2 separate regions of the Mus musculus genome follow, and region 2 is linked to region 1. The links are chromatin contacts, called in public Hi-C maps. All regions are on one chromosome and are shown on one strand. Each heading gives the region's core, a stretch centred on a gene start, on an enhancer-like site or on the middle of the called end of the contact. The rest is flanking DNA. Distances are from core to core; before and after follow the strand shown.

Region 1 (5,981 bases), core at 3,341-5,840:
AGGACAACCACAAAGTAGTAAAAGAACACAAGCTAGGTCTTGTGTTTAAGGCAAAGATTTATCACACCTATTGTCTAAATTAAACATGCCCAACAACAACAAAAAAAAAGCGTAGAGCTTCCCCAGTTTTTCCATAAGTATATTACTATTTTAAAGTGTACAAAAGGCTATCGACTAATAGCCTAAGAAGTATAGACGACTAGATAGCTGTAGGAAAGCTTTCTCCCCAACATGCTACTTCTTAAACTCTGAACTGTTTGACAGGGAGCACATTGCTTCCATGAGAAAACACCCCAGTGCCCCTTTTCTGCTAGGATATCATCCAGCCTGATTCTCTGCCTGATATGCGGACCTATGTCTGCTGAAGAAGACCAGCTGTAAAGTCCATGACTTCTGAGCAGTCCCCAGCTCTGGATGAGCTGATCTGTTGCATGTGGCTACTACCAGCCCTTCCCAATCCCTTTTATGTCTTCCTTACATTCCTTCCGCTTTCAAGTCCCTTGACTAGATCACCAAAATGATAGTATTTACCACACTATGGCAGGATAATGTGTTGTATACTTGGGCATTGCAGACAACGTAGATCTTAAATAACCTCAGTCCCCAAACTGTAAGTATACGAGAGAATGCACCCATGCCAGGTGGCTTGATTTTCTGTAGGGCTGGAGAGATGGCTGAATGACGAGGAGTGCAGATTGATCTTCCAGATGACCAGACGCAATTCTCAGCACCCACAAGACATCTCACAACCTTCTGTAACTCTAGTTCCTTGGGATATGATACCCTCTTCTTATCTCCTTGGGTACTACATAGTGTATAGACATACATACAGCCATAACACCCATATGTACATATGTATTTGTGTGCATGTACATATATGTACATATACATACATGTATGTATGTACACATATGGACATATATTTATTTACCTATGTATATGTGTATATGTGTACATATATGTACATATATGTATTTGCATTTGTATATGTGCATATGCACATATGCATATATATACACATTTCTATATATATTTACACATACATGCATATAATACATATATACGTGTGTGCACACACATGTATGTGTATATACATATATATGCATATATTTGTAAGTACCTATATATGTACATATAATATATGTGTATATACACATATATACATACATGTGTACATAGATATATGCATATATACACATGTATATGTGTATATACATGTGTACATACATAAATATGTACATACATATACATATATATAATATGTATACACACACATATATATGTATGTGTATGCACATATATACACATTTCTATATATATTTTACACATACATATATATAATGTACATGATACACATGCAATTCTTATTTGTTAAATATGTGTCATTAACACTTGAAAAAAGTAAATACTTGACCTCAAAATATTTTTATGACTTTCATTATTGCTATTATGCATGTATGTGTATGATATCTGTGGGGCTTCACACATGCCAAAGTCTGCGTACAGAGTAAAGAGGGTGACTCCGTGGAGTTGATGCTCTGTCCACTCTTCCAAGGGTTCTGCAGATTTAATCCATGTCCCCAGTTTTTCACTGCATTGGCTCACATGAAGATGATCTCCTTCTAAAATATTTATTTTTATTCACATGCATATGTGTGTATCTGTGTGTCTGGTACATGTGTGCCAGTGGCCATAGGATTCAGAAGAGGATGTTGAGTGTCCTGAGTGACGTCCATCCACCTAATAGTTCTGACAATGCAGCTTGGGTCCTCTGGTAAGACAGTAAATGCTTTCAGTAACTGAGCTAACTCTCCGGCCTCACAATGTAACGTTAATAGAGGAAAACACTCGCTATGTTCCAGGTATTCAGATGAAGCATTTCTTTGTAATATTCTAGGTATTTATGTTCATCCCTGCTCCATTCTTTCCTGCTTCTTCTTTTTCTTGTTCTTTCCTTTTTTCTCTTTCTCTTCCTCCTCCTCCACCTCTTCTTCTTCCTTCTTCAGCACAACCTTACTATTTAGCTCTGGCTGGTTTGGAACTCAGAGAGATCCATCGGCCTCTATCTCTTAAGTTAAACATGTGCACAGCCTACCTTTCTTTATATAGCCCAGTTATTTTTTATATTAATTTTGATAAGGAGATTTATACAGAAAACATTTAAATGTCTATTTGAAATCACTTATATTCTGCTGATCTATTCTATTATTGAATATACTTTTTAGCATATATTCACATTATAAACAAACTCAGCATTCTGTAAACCATGAACCTAATAATGTCATCTCAGGGCTTTTGTGGTTATAAATGCCTGGCTTTGAATCTTAGAAACAAGTTCTTACAGCCTACAGGTGAATCATACGGAAAATCAAATTCCCTAAAAATTCATTAGATCTCAAGGCAAACTGTAGGATAAAAATCCTCTGTACATACAATGGGTATTTGATTCTGTCTGACAAACCAAAGGCACACTGAAGGGGTTGTACACTGAAGGGGCAACAGTATCAGACAGGAGCCCTTACTTTAAGAGTTTCCAATGTGATTATAATTGGTACCATTTTAGCCTTCTTGCTTTTTCTGGTCAAAATGGTATGCTGCACCGTTTTTTTTGTTGAGGGGAAAAATCAGTGGTATGATATTTTTAGCTTTTCTTCTGGTCTCCCACACCAAAATGTAATAATCTTGTAACTGAAGGAATTACTGTTCTAGTTGGGAGCTCGCAGCACAGACTTCCCTCCACAAAGTTGCAGATGAGTGCAGCAGACAGGATATCAGCTCCAAAGTAGCCATGTCCTTCCTCGTGCTTGGCATCTGTTATATATGCTCCCTAGCACTTCCGTCAAGAATCCAGGATTCAGATTGATAAACAATTGCCTTTAAAGTGGGACATATTTTTTTCTGGATCACCAATCATCAGGTAAACCAATGCAATTTCCCAATCCCTTAGAAGTGGCACAGGGAGGCAGACCAGTAGGTAAGATTGGTCTGATAGGAGACTTAGTTCAACATTGCTGGCTTTGAAGATAAAGGTGGCTGTGAGTGTAGGAACCTGGGCAGCCTTCAAAGCTGGGAAAGGCAAGGAAATGAATTCTCTCACTCAGCCTGCGGAGAGGAATGCAGTCTTGGCAACAGCTGGTTTTCCCTCAACAATAGCCATTTTGGACTTTTGACCCTCAACAGTAAGATGAACATGTGACCATTTACAACATTTATTCTGAGTTAAATTCTCGCAGCACAAGTAGGCAACTAGCAAAGGGAGTTTGGCATATTAACTTTTTGTTTTGTTTGTTTTTTAACAATGGCAAGTGAGCTTCTCAAACCAAATTTGGAATACTCCTCTCTTATAAGAATGACTGGACAGCATACTTGTTCCAAAAAATTACTGATGGGGATTTGAGGCTAATATTTTCCTTATAAAAATAACAAAATGCCTTTTCGTTTTCCTCAATTACCTTTAAAAATATTGAAGGGCTTCGAGAAAAAGAACATTCTTATTTGGCATATTATTTTTTTTTTAGGGCAGTATGTCCAAGGTTCTGGATTTGAATCACAACTCTCGGGGTTTTTTTGGGGGGGGGAATTAACCTCTTGAGGCTATTTCTTAATCTATAACATGGAAAACACACACACACACACACACACACACACACACACATGCACGCGCGCGCACACACACACACATACTCACTCACTCACCAGGCACACACTAGGCCTATGGGCAAAAGAGATAATTTATGAATAGTTCTTGCACAACACCTACTACGTAATAAAAGATCCATCACATAATGTTATGAGATGTGTTACTATGGCCATTGTTCGCTTTCTGATTTTTACAAACTTTCCTAATCTGAAAGTGGACCTTTCAAAACCCTTTCTGTGAGAACAACCCGCAGTTAGTAAGCTATCTTTTTCTTTCAATTTTGTTTTCCAAAGGCTCTGTAGTAAACTGTTGAAAACAGCATCTCCTTTAGTACCATTTAATCCTGAGTCACTTGTTTTCTCACTAAAGTAACTGAGGAGAAACAAAAGGAAAAAGGAAAGGGAGGAAGGAAGAAGGAAGGAAAGAAAGAAGAGAAAGGAACGGAACAGAAAGGAAAAGAAAAGAAAAGAGAAAAGAAGAGAAGAGAAAAACTAGCTAAGACAATGGGATTGTAATTAAACTTTTTTGGTTGTTGGTTCTATTTCCCTGAGGCGAGGTAGGGGAAAAGAACCAAGTGAAGTCTATCCGACCACGCGGCTCCTGAGCCAGGACCCTCTCCACTGTGCGCGGTGCAACGAGGGTACCCGGACAGTGCTGGTGAGCTTGCTGCGGACTGGGGAGCCGGGCACAGGGCAGCTACTGCAGGTTGCTCAGCGGCATCCGAGACTCCCGGTGCCTCAGGGACTCTGGCCAGTACCCAGACAGGGGACGCACCAGGCTCGATCGGTCCAACCTCTGGGAAGATCCCCGCCCTTCAGCGCGCTCCCGGGTCTCCCAGCCTGGACTCGGTGCGCGGCTCTCCTCCCCGAGGCTCCGGAAGGGAAGGAGGCGTGTCCGGAGCTGGCGGGCGGGCGGGAGGGAGCTGTATAAAAAGCGCTGGCGGCGCAGCAGCCGGGGCTTCATTTGCTGTCTGTCACCGGGACCGAGAGTGCCGCGGGAAAGCAACGGCCAAGGACGGGGCGCTGCGTTCGAGCTACCCAATGCTGGGACTATCTGCAGCCGCTGCTGGTGCAATATGCTGGAGCTCCAGAACAGCTAAACGGAGTCGCCACACCGCTGCCTGGGCTGGATCGCAGCGCTGCCTTTCCTTATGAAGAAGACACAAGTGAGTAGGGCACGCCCGGGAGGAGCTCGGAAGCTTTCCAAGAAAATCGCTCCGGGAGCCCCGGGGAGCCCGGCGCGCTCTGGGACCGGCAACCAGGCCATGTGGGGCTGCGCCCTCCCGGTGAGCCAGGAGGGTGTGGGAGAGACAGGCGTGGTGTGAGAGCCCGAGCCGCCGCCCCAGGGGTGAGCCCGGGAGCTGGGGAGAGCCAGGGCTGAGAGTGAGCCTGTGGCAAGTTTGCAGCCGCAGCTGCGAAGTTTGAAGCTGTCAGTGGCAAACCGCCGATGCAGGCTACGCTTCCTCCGCCTGGGTGTTGGAGTTATCACCGGGAAGGCTTGGGTTTCTTATTTAATTTTTTAATTTTTTTGGACCGGAGGTCTTTCCCCGTGGATTCGGGGAGATTATGAAACAGCTTCCCACGCGCCACCCTCGCTCGCTCTCGCAGGCAGATTTATCTGTGCAGTCCCCAGGTGGGCGCGGGACGCGGTGCGGACGCGGGCTCAGCCGCTGGAGCGAAGCCAACCCAGAGCTCCTAGGCGGCAGCGCCAGGCGGGGTGCAGAACCTGCCCGGCAGGCGGGGAAAACTTGGCAGCCTGCGGTGTCGGCCGGGTTCACAGCTCTGGGTGGGCCCTCCAGAAAGCTCTAGATGGAGTAGTAGTACTTCCACACTGCATGACAAGACAACCTCTCCCATTACAGAACAGCAAAAGTTCTTTTCTTCTTCTTCTTCTTCTTCTTCTTCTTCTTCTTCTTCTTCTTCTTCTTCTTCTTCTTCTTCTTCTTCTTCTTCTTCTTCTTCTTCTTCTTCTTCTTCTACTCCTCCTCCTCCTCCTCCTCCTCCCTCTTCTTCTTCCTACTTCTCCTTTTTTTTTTAATGTGCACCTCCTAAAGATAGTTATTGAGATAATGCCCAGGGTCTCTAAATTGCGCTTTATGCATAAAACATAGCCCGGGGGTACAATTATGTCTTTTCTTCGTTGACGGGGGAGGGTGTATGTGTGGAAAGAGCCACTGTAGTAATTCTTTCTCCTCTATAGTTCTTTCTACCCTCTACCCTCGCGGTTGCTACCTCTTCATGGTTCTTCCTTTCTGAAGTGTTCTGTCTGCAGCAGGTTGGGTAAAGCTGTTCTTTCAGGTGCCCTGCTCCCTCCATTCTATAGGTGATGTAAATTTCTGAAA
Region 2 (6,600 bases), core at 108-2,607, 120 kb after region 1:
GTTATATTATACCTAGGTAATGGAATTGTCATATTTTTCAATTATCCCCTTTTAAATATTCACTGTGTACACTTGTTTATTTAGACTGAGTGTCTGAGCAAGCCTAAAACTTAGTATGAAGCCAACTATGTCCTTGACCTTCTGTTCCTTCTCTCTCTCTCTCTCTCTCTCTCTCTCTCTCTCTCTCTCTCTCTCAAAAGTGCTGGGGATACAGGGTGCTAAAACTTGAGTCTAGTGTTCTGCATACCTGTAAAGTACTTAACCAACTGAGCTACACCCCCAGCCCCACACTCTTTTATTCAACAGCTGACTGCTACAGTTGGTATTTTTCAATATTTTCACTGAGTTTCCAGCGAAAGTTTGTTGAATTTAATGAATTTATTAAAATTTCACTCCTTTGGTTTGCTAAGAGTGGGGTTTCCTTCATAAAACCAGTGTTGCTAGCTTTTGGAAGAAAACTGTTTGTATATATAAAATGATCACATATATAAAGTTTAAAATGGCCTCAAAATGTAATGCATATACTAAATAGAGAACAAGTCTAAGGGTTTGTTTTGTTGAATTTTCACCAATTGAATGTACCAATTACTCAGGATCCTTCAAAATATTTTTAGAGTCTCATATTCTCAGCATGGCTTGTGACATGTTCTATACTCCACCAAAGGATAGTCACTGTCATGACTAACTATAATGTCAAAGGTTAATTTAATCTCTCTCTGAAAGCATGCAGAAGAAATTGTTCAGTATGTACTGATTTGAGTCCAGTTTCTACACATGCAACAATATTCTTGTGAGATTTTTTTAAAAGATTTATTTTATATATGTGAGTACACTGTCACTGTCTTCATACACAGCAGAAAAGGGCATCAGACCCCATTAGATGGTTGTGAACCACCATGTGGTTGCTGGGAATTGAACTCAGGTCCTCTGGAAGAGCAGTCAGTGCTCTTAACCACTGAGCCATCTTTCCAGCCTGCTAGTGAGATTTTGTATGTCCTTGTTTAACCTCTTGCTGTGTAGCTTTGCAGAGTGCAATGTATGACATTTATTTATGAGATGTTTGTAACCCAACGCTGTTATGAATGCTTTTGCACACCAGTGTCAACCCATGTGTGCATTTTAACTGGTTATACACATAGCACTAAACCATTAGCTTATAGATATTGTTAAAACCAAAATTCTTTGCCATTTTATTACTTTGGTTGTTGTAACTTTAAATCTCAATCTGCAAGTGCTAAAGCTGTTGAATATTATAACAGTACTATTAAGTTTAAATCTCATTCCATTGTAGCTGTAAGATGATACATTTTAAGGCTCAAGGACACAAACAACGGAGAGGAATAGAAGCGGCAGACACAGCACATAAATCCTACTCTGGAATGCTCACTCCTTTTCTGAAGATGCTTAGGGAAGGTTGGGGCTGAGTAGAGAGAGCCCAAACTCTGTCGAATCTGTGGTCTTTGCTTAGTTTTTAGCATTCTGTTTTCCTGTTAGGCCACCTAGGATAATTAGAGACACTTGAACATCTCATATTATAACTAAAATGCCAAAGAGAAAACAGTCTTTAGTTAAGAGCATGAGCAGAAATCCCTTTGGACTTTGGGCGTTGAAGTCTAACGAATGGCTGCTCACTGCTGTGTGGCTTGTGCAATGTACTGAGTCTGGGCAATCGCATGCATTCTATGCTCAGAGTTACATATACAAACAAGAATGGATCAATGAAACACCGTCCAGCATGGACACAGTGTGAACAGCCATGGATGTGAGTAGTTTGGAGATTGGGATAGATTCCAAGCCTAAAACTATTAATGAGCAGTGGAAAAAATTACTCACAGGGACACAGAAAGCAGAGGACACAAGAAGCTAACAATGTGAAAAAAAAATAGAATCAATTTTATCATCAATTCAGGATTAGATTCTGTGGGATAATAAGCAAGAAGAAATTAATTTTGAGCTGTTTTCCTTATCAAGAGTTAAATCCTGGACTTAAACAGTAGAATCTTGAAAATAATAAAAAAAAGAGAGTTTGTGAGATTCAAATATTTTAACAAGAGAAGCACGAGCATACAGTTTCTTAACCTTACATAGCCACCACATCAGTGGGATATAGTGACATACTGTTTCACTTAGGACCAATGAACCCTAAAATCATTTTTAAAAACATTTAGTTTTCTATATAATAGATTCCAGCTTCTGCTTTTTATATTGCACACAGAGAAAGAAATTGAAAGATTAAGTGCTGATCTTTAAAGACCTAAGCTGATGAAAGAAAAAAAAAATCTATTCTGGGTCCCAGCCAAGAGTAGGTAAATACTGCAGGGGTGCTCTGTGTCATCATTGCTCTGTGAATCGCTCTCTGCAGCAAGTACATATTGCAATTCCATTGTACAGAGAAGCCCAGGAGGAGAGAGTGGGGAAGGGGAGAAGGAAAAGGGAGGGGAGGGAGGATTTAAACATGCTTCCATGTTCACAGAGTTCACAGTGGATGGGACTGCCTACACAGGTAGCCCAGTAGTCACTCCCTGTCAAGTCCAGAGAACATCGGCTCAGGCAACTGCAAACTCATTCAGTTATTTCATTCACCTCCTAGTACAACTAACTTTCTTTCTGTGTCCACATTATCTAAAAATTGTATCCATTTCCTTTAAATCCATATTTAATATCCTTTGTTGTTTCATCTAGGCATACTCAAGCGCCATCCTTCTTTAATTTACTGGTTTTTTTGTTTGTTTGTTTGATTTATGGTCTCCCCAGGCAGACCCCATATGCTTCTCTTTGAGCAGAGTGGACATGGGAGATTTTGGCTGCATTTTCTGTCATAAAATGTTGAGCAACTTGTTCAGGACAGTATGCGTTCATAATACTTGCCTTTTTTTCTGATTTTTTATGGATAGAGAGTAAGGGCTCAGTAATTCAACCTTATCAACTTAATAAATAGTTATCTTATTGATAAGAAAAAAAATAAGTTTAAGGCCAGGCAGAGCGGAGGACCCTCTGATGCCTCAAGTGCACTAGGGAGCAGGTGGATCTCTGTGAGTTCAAGGCTAGCCTGGTCTACAGAGCTGGTTCTAGGACAGCCAGGGCTACACAAAGAAACCTGTCTTGAAAAACAAAAGACACCATGTCTTCAAAAACAAAAACAACAATGAAAAAAAATCAGTTGATGTTTACAATATAGATTATGGATCTTTTAACTTATTTTGGCCTTAAGTTTGAAAACTATCTTCAAACTAAAGGTTAATATCCAACCTTGTCATTAGTTAACACTAGATAGGCAAGTTATATATGTAAGGATATGTGTGTGTGTGTGTGTGTGTGTGTGTGTGTGTGTGTGTGTGTGTGTGTGGTGTGGTGTGTGTGGTGTGTGTGGTGTGTGTATGTGTGTATGATGGTACAGGGAGGACGAGAAATTCAACCGTTATTTAAAGTTTCAGTGAAGACAAGGGCTTCTCCTTCCTTTAATATAACAATACAGGATATGTGTCCTGGTTCTCCTTCTACTGAGCAGAAATTGATGCCAGTGTAGGTTCATTGCTCTAGGACAGACACATATCAAGCCGAAGAATGTTCCCACTCTTATATGAGATGGACTAGATGAATGAAAGTGATATCACATCTATAAACATTTAAGAGTAAAGTGGCAGCCATGGGCCCACCACTAGCTCAAAGGGAGGCTGGGAAGTTGTAGTCCATAGATGAATAAAGTATTCCGGTTATCTTTAATACTGAGCATCATGGGATGAGTTGCCACCCCCCATCTGAAAACCTTTGTAATGCAATTATATTTTTAAAAGGGATTTTAAAGAAAATAAATCAAAATGATGACTTTAAAGTAGTTCTTAATCCAATAGGTTGTCCTGAAGAGAAGAGAAAAAAAAATACAGACATACAGAGGGCTTGCCACACAAAGATACATCTACAAACTGAAAAGGCACCCATAACCAAACATTGGTACCTTCATCTTGGCCTTCTGGCTTGTAGGATGCTAAGAAGATAAATTTCTGTCTTTGAACTCACATCCAGAGGAACTCAGATCACCCTCTTCTGCTGATCCATGTCAATCAGGTATCTTCAGATATTTGTACAAGATTTTTTTTTCTGGATCAGAAAAGTCTGACTTCTGAGACAAAATATGAAAAAATGTTGAGGAGATGCAGTATGGAGGCAAAGGAATTTGGGGGTGATAAAAAGAGGAATGCAACTTAATACTTCCACATAATTACAAAATGATTTCTGACCCTGCTGCTCTGCTAAAAGTTTCACAATGATGAGAATATTTGTCTACTTTATATACAAGATGTGCCTAAACATTCATCTTTGGTCTTGTATCTCAAGGTCTCTGCATATTTCTCGTGCCTTGATCAGCAAGTCTTTGCCTGTTGGTTTTTCTGTGTCTCTGGCTTTGCTTTAGTTCCACCATTACAACCATGATGCTTGGTATTTATTCCAAGTTGAAGTTTTCTTTGTTGACTCATCTCTCTTGATTGTCTTCTTCTATTTCAAGTTATCTTTTCTCACAAACCACTCTCCTTGGGATAACTTGCAGGTCTCCACACATACCTTGGTTCCCATCTTTTCAATCCTTATTCTTACATTAACCAGCCCTGTTATCACTTCAACCTGACTCTTTCCATCACTTACAGCCTGTTGACCTTGCCACCCTGAGATGGGTCCCTAGTAATACTGCCGCCCTAACTTGGGCTTTCACGTTGGGAAACCTCTTTGCTTTTGTCTGTGTTAGCATTTGACTTAGGAATCACTTCACATCTAGCTCTGCTTTTCTGGCTACCAGTATTCTTTCTTATGTGTTAAACATATAATGAAAGAATATCAAGGCTGGGGATGTATCTCAGTTGGTAGAGTGTCTACTTATAAGCTTGCAGTAAGTCCTCAGTTTGATTCCTAGATCGAACTGTGTGTGGTGGTTCATATCTGCAACCCTAGCTTTTGGGATGTGGAGGCAGAAGGGTCAGAAATTCAAAGTCATCTTTGGCCCTAGAGCAATGTCAAAGGCAGCCTGGGATTGATGAAAACAATGAAACAATCTCACACACTCCCTCTCAGAGGATCCACAGGGAGCAAGCATGCATTTAAACAAGCCAACTAAATTGTGTATGACTGTGCAAGTGTCTTATTCTTTCAACACCAAAAGTTATTGGTAATTCTCACAGGAAATGAAGACTTTAGAATGACCTCATTGTAATCACAGGCAGGGATATTTTCACCAGGATCTGCAATCCAAACAAAAGTTATAGAGTTGTACCCTCAACCTCCAACATTATCTAAAACCCAGCCAATGTCAGTATTGAAGACAACTTTGGCTAATCCATTAAACCGCACCTCAAATCCTTGGCTTATTGAATCGTTTGGCCATATTTCTTCACTATTAAGTTCTCTGTCTTTAATATTTTTAGTCACGCTCTTTTCAGTGTTTGGGATTCATTGCCCACATCATTAATGCACTCCTTAACTCTATCAGTTTTGTTCTTTGACCCTATGTCTGTTTGTGGTCATTTATTTTTGAACTTGTACTTGTTTTTCTAAGAACTATAAAGCTCTCTGATTGTGCCATTTTTTTTTTAAATGAAGCTTGCATTTCCGTAACTTTTTCAACTTTTCCATGGGTGAATTAACGTGTTTGCATTTCTTACAGGTTAACTGTTTTGTTGAGGCATTTTAATAATGATTTATGTTTAATAAATGATGACTGTTTCTCTTGAATGCATAGATTTACTTGACCTTACAGATGGGCAAAGGACTGGGCTTATCATATGTTGATATTTGACTTGGCTTAAAAGTGTGTATGTCTGATTCTTACTATCTCACCAGTGCTAATTGTGAGAATAGGATTTGATTACCAATTTCAAATAGCCAGTTTTGTGCTGTCTGTTGAGTTGAGGCTTAGAAGATTGGCAAGCAAGGCTAGACGTCTATGTGCAAAACATGGAAAGAACTAGAATGTTTGAGCACATCACTCTGTTGTGTTGAGCCTTTTATCTTACCCTCCCACTGTATCATGGGCTTAAAGTCCAACATACTCCAAAACATGTTCTCTTCAATGTCAAGATCATGTTATATTTACCAATTCTGTTTACTGTCATCTTGGCTTGCAGACTGTCATCTGGCTTTGCAAACCATTAAGATGGATTTATATACTGGAGTCAAATGCCTTAGCCTGCCATCTATATAGACTTGATTCAGTTGTTTTAGAATCACTTAAAGCAGTGGAACTCAACCTTCTTAACATTGGAACCCTTTAATAAAATTCCTCAAGTTGTGGTGAACCCCTGCCCTCCCAGCCATAAAATTGTTTTTGTTGCTACTTCAAAATTGTACTTTTGCTACTGTTAAGAATCATAATGTAAATATCTGTGTTTTCTGATGGTCTTAGGTGACCCCTGTGAAAGGGCTGTTGGACTCCCCCAAAAGGGTTACAACCCACAGGTTGAGAGCTGCTGCTTTAAGGAATTGTTGCACTGGTTACTGCATGGCTTCTCTCTCTCTCTCTCTCTCTCTCTCTCTCTCTCTCTCTCTCTCTCTCTCTCTCTCTCTCTCTCTCTCTCTCCCTCCCTCCCTCCCTTCCTCCCTCCTCTTCCTTCC

Evidence for each region. A called contact is a pair of places that touch in the nucleus more often than the background predicts.
Region 2: a contact with region 1 is called in a Hi-C map of Sertoli cells, with 3 times the contacts expected there. The contact joins the enhancer-like site here to the promoter of Kitl in region 1. A contact is called at or near these places in 7 of 484 Hi-C or Micro-C datasets (Sertoli cells, embryonic stem cells, granulocyte-monocyte progenitors and 4 more), 3 of 115 datasets of contacts at active chromatin or transcription factors (embryonic stem cells, heart atrium and neural progenitor cells) and 2 of 9 other capture datasets (adipose tissue and embryonic stem cells).

What each region holds. Positions count from the first base shown.
Region 1 is chr10:100,011,231-100,017,211 of GRCm38.p6, forward strand. It overlaps Kitl (kit ligand), which reads left to right and starts at 4,591. Exons shown (of 10, transcript NM_013598.3): 1 at 4,591-4,805. The coding sequence starts at 4,791.
Region 2 is chr10:100,130,169-100,136,768 of GRCm38.p6, forward strand. It overlaps Gm35533 (a long non-coding RNA gene), which reads right to left. Exons shown (of 4, transcript XR_380751.2): 3 at 3,956-4,120. Among named protein-coding and RNA genes, the nearest start is that of Gm35533, 11 kb to the right of the region's middle. Within about 2 kb of position 1,358, at least 8 of the 459 cell types and tissues checked have an H3K27ac peak or open chromatin away from gene starts, as enhancers often do. A contact at or near this core is called in Sertoli cells, where this site is marked.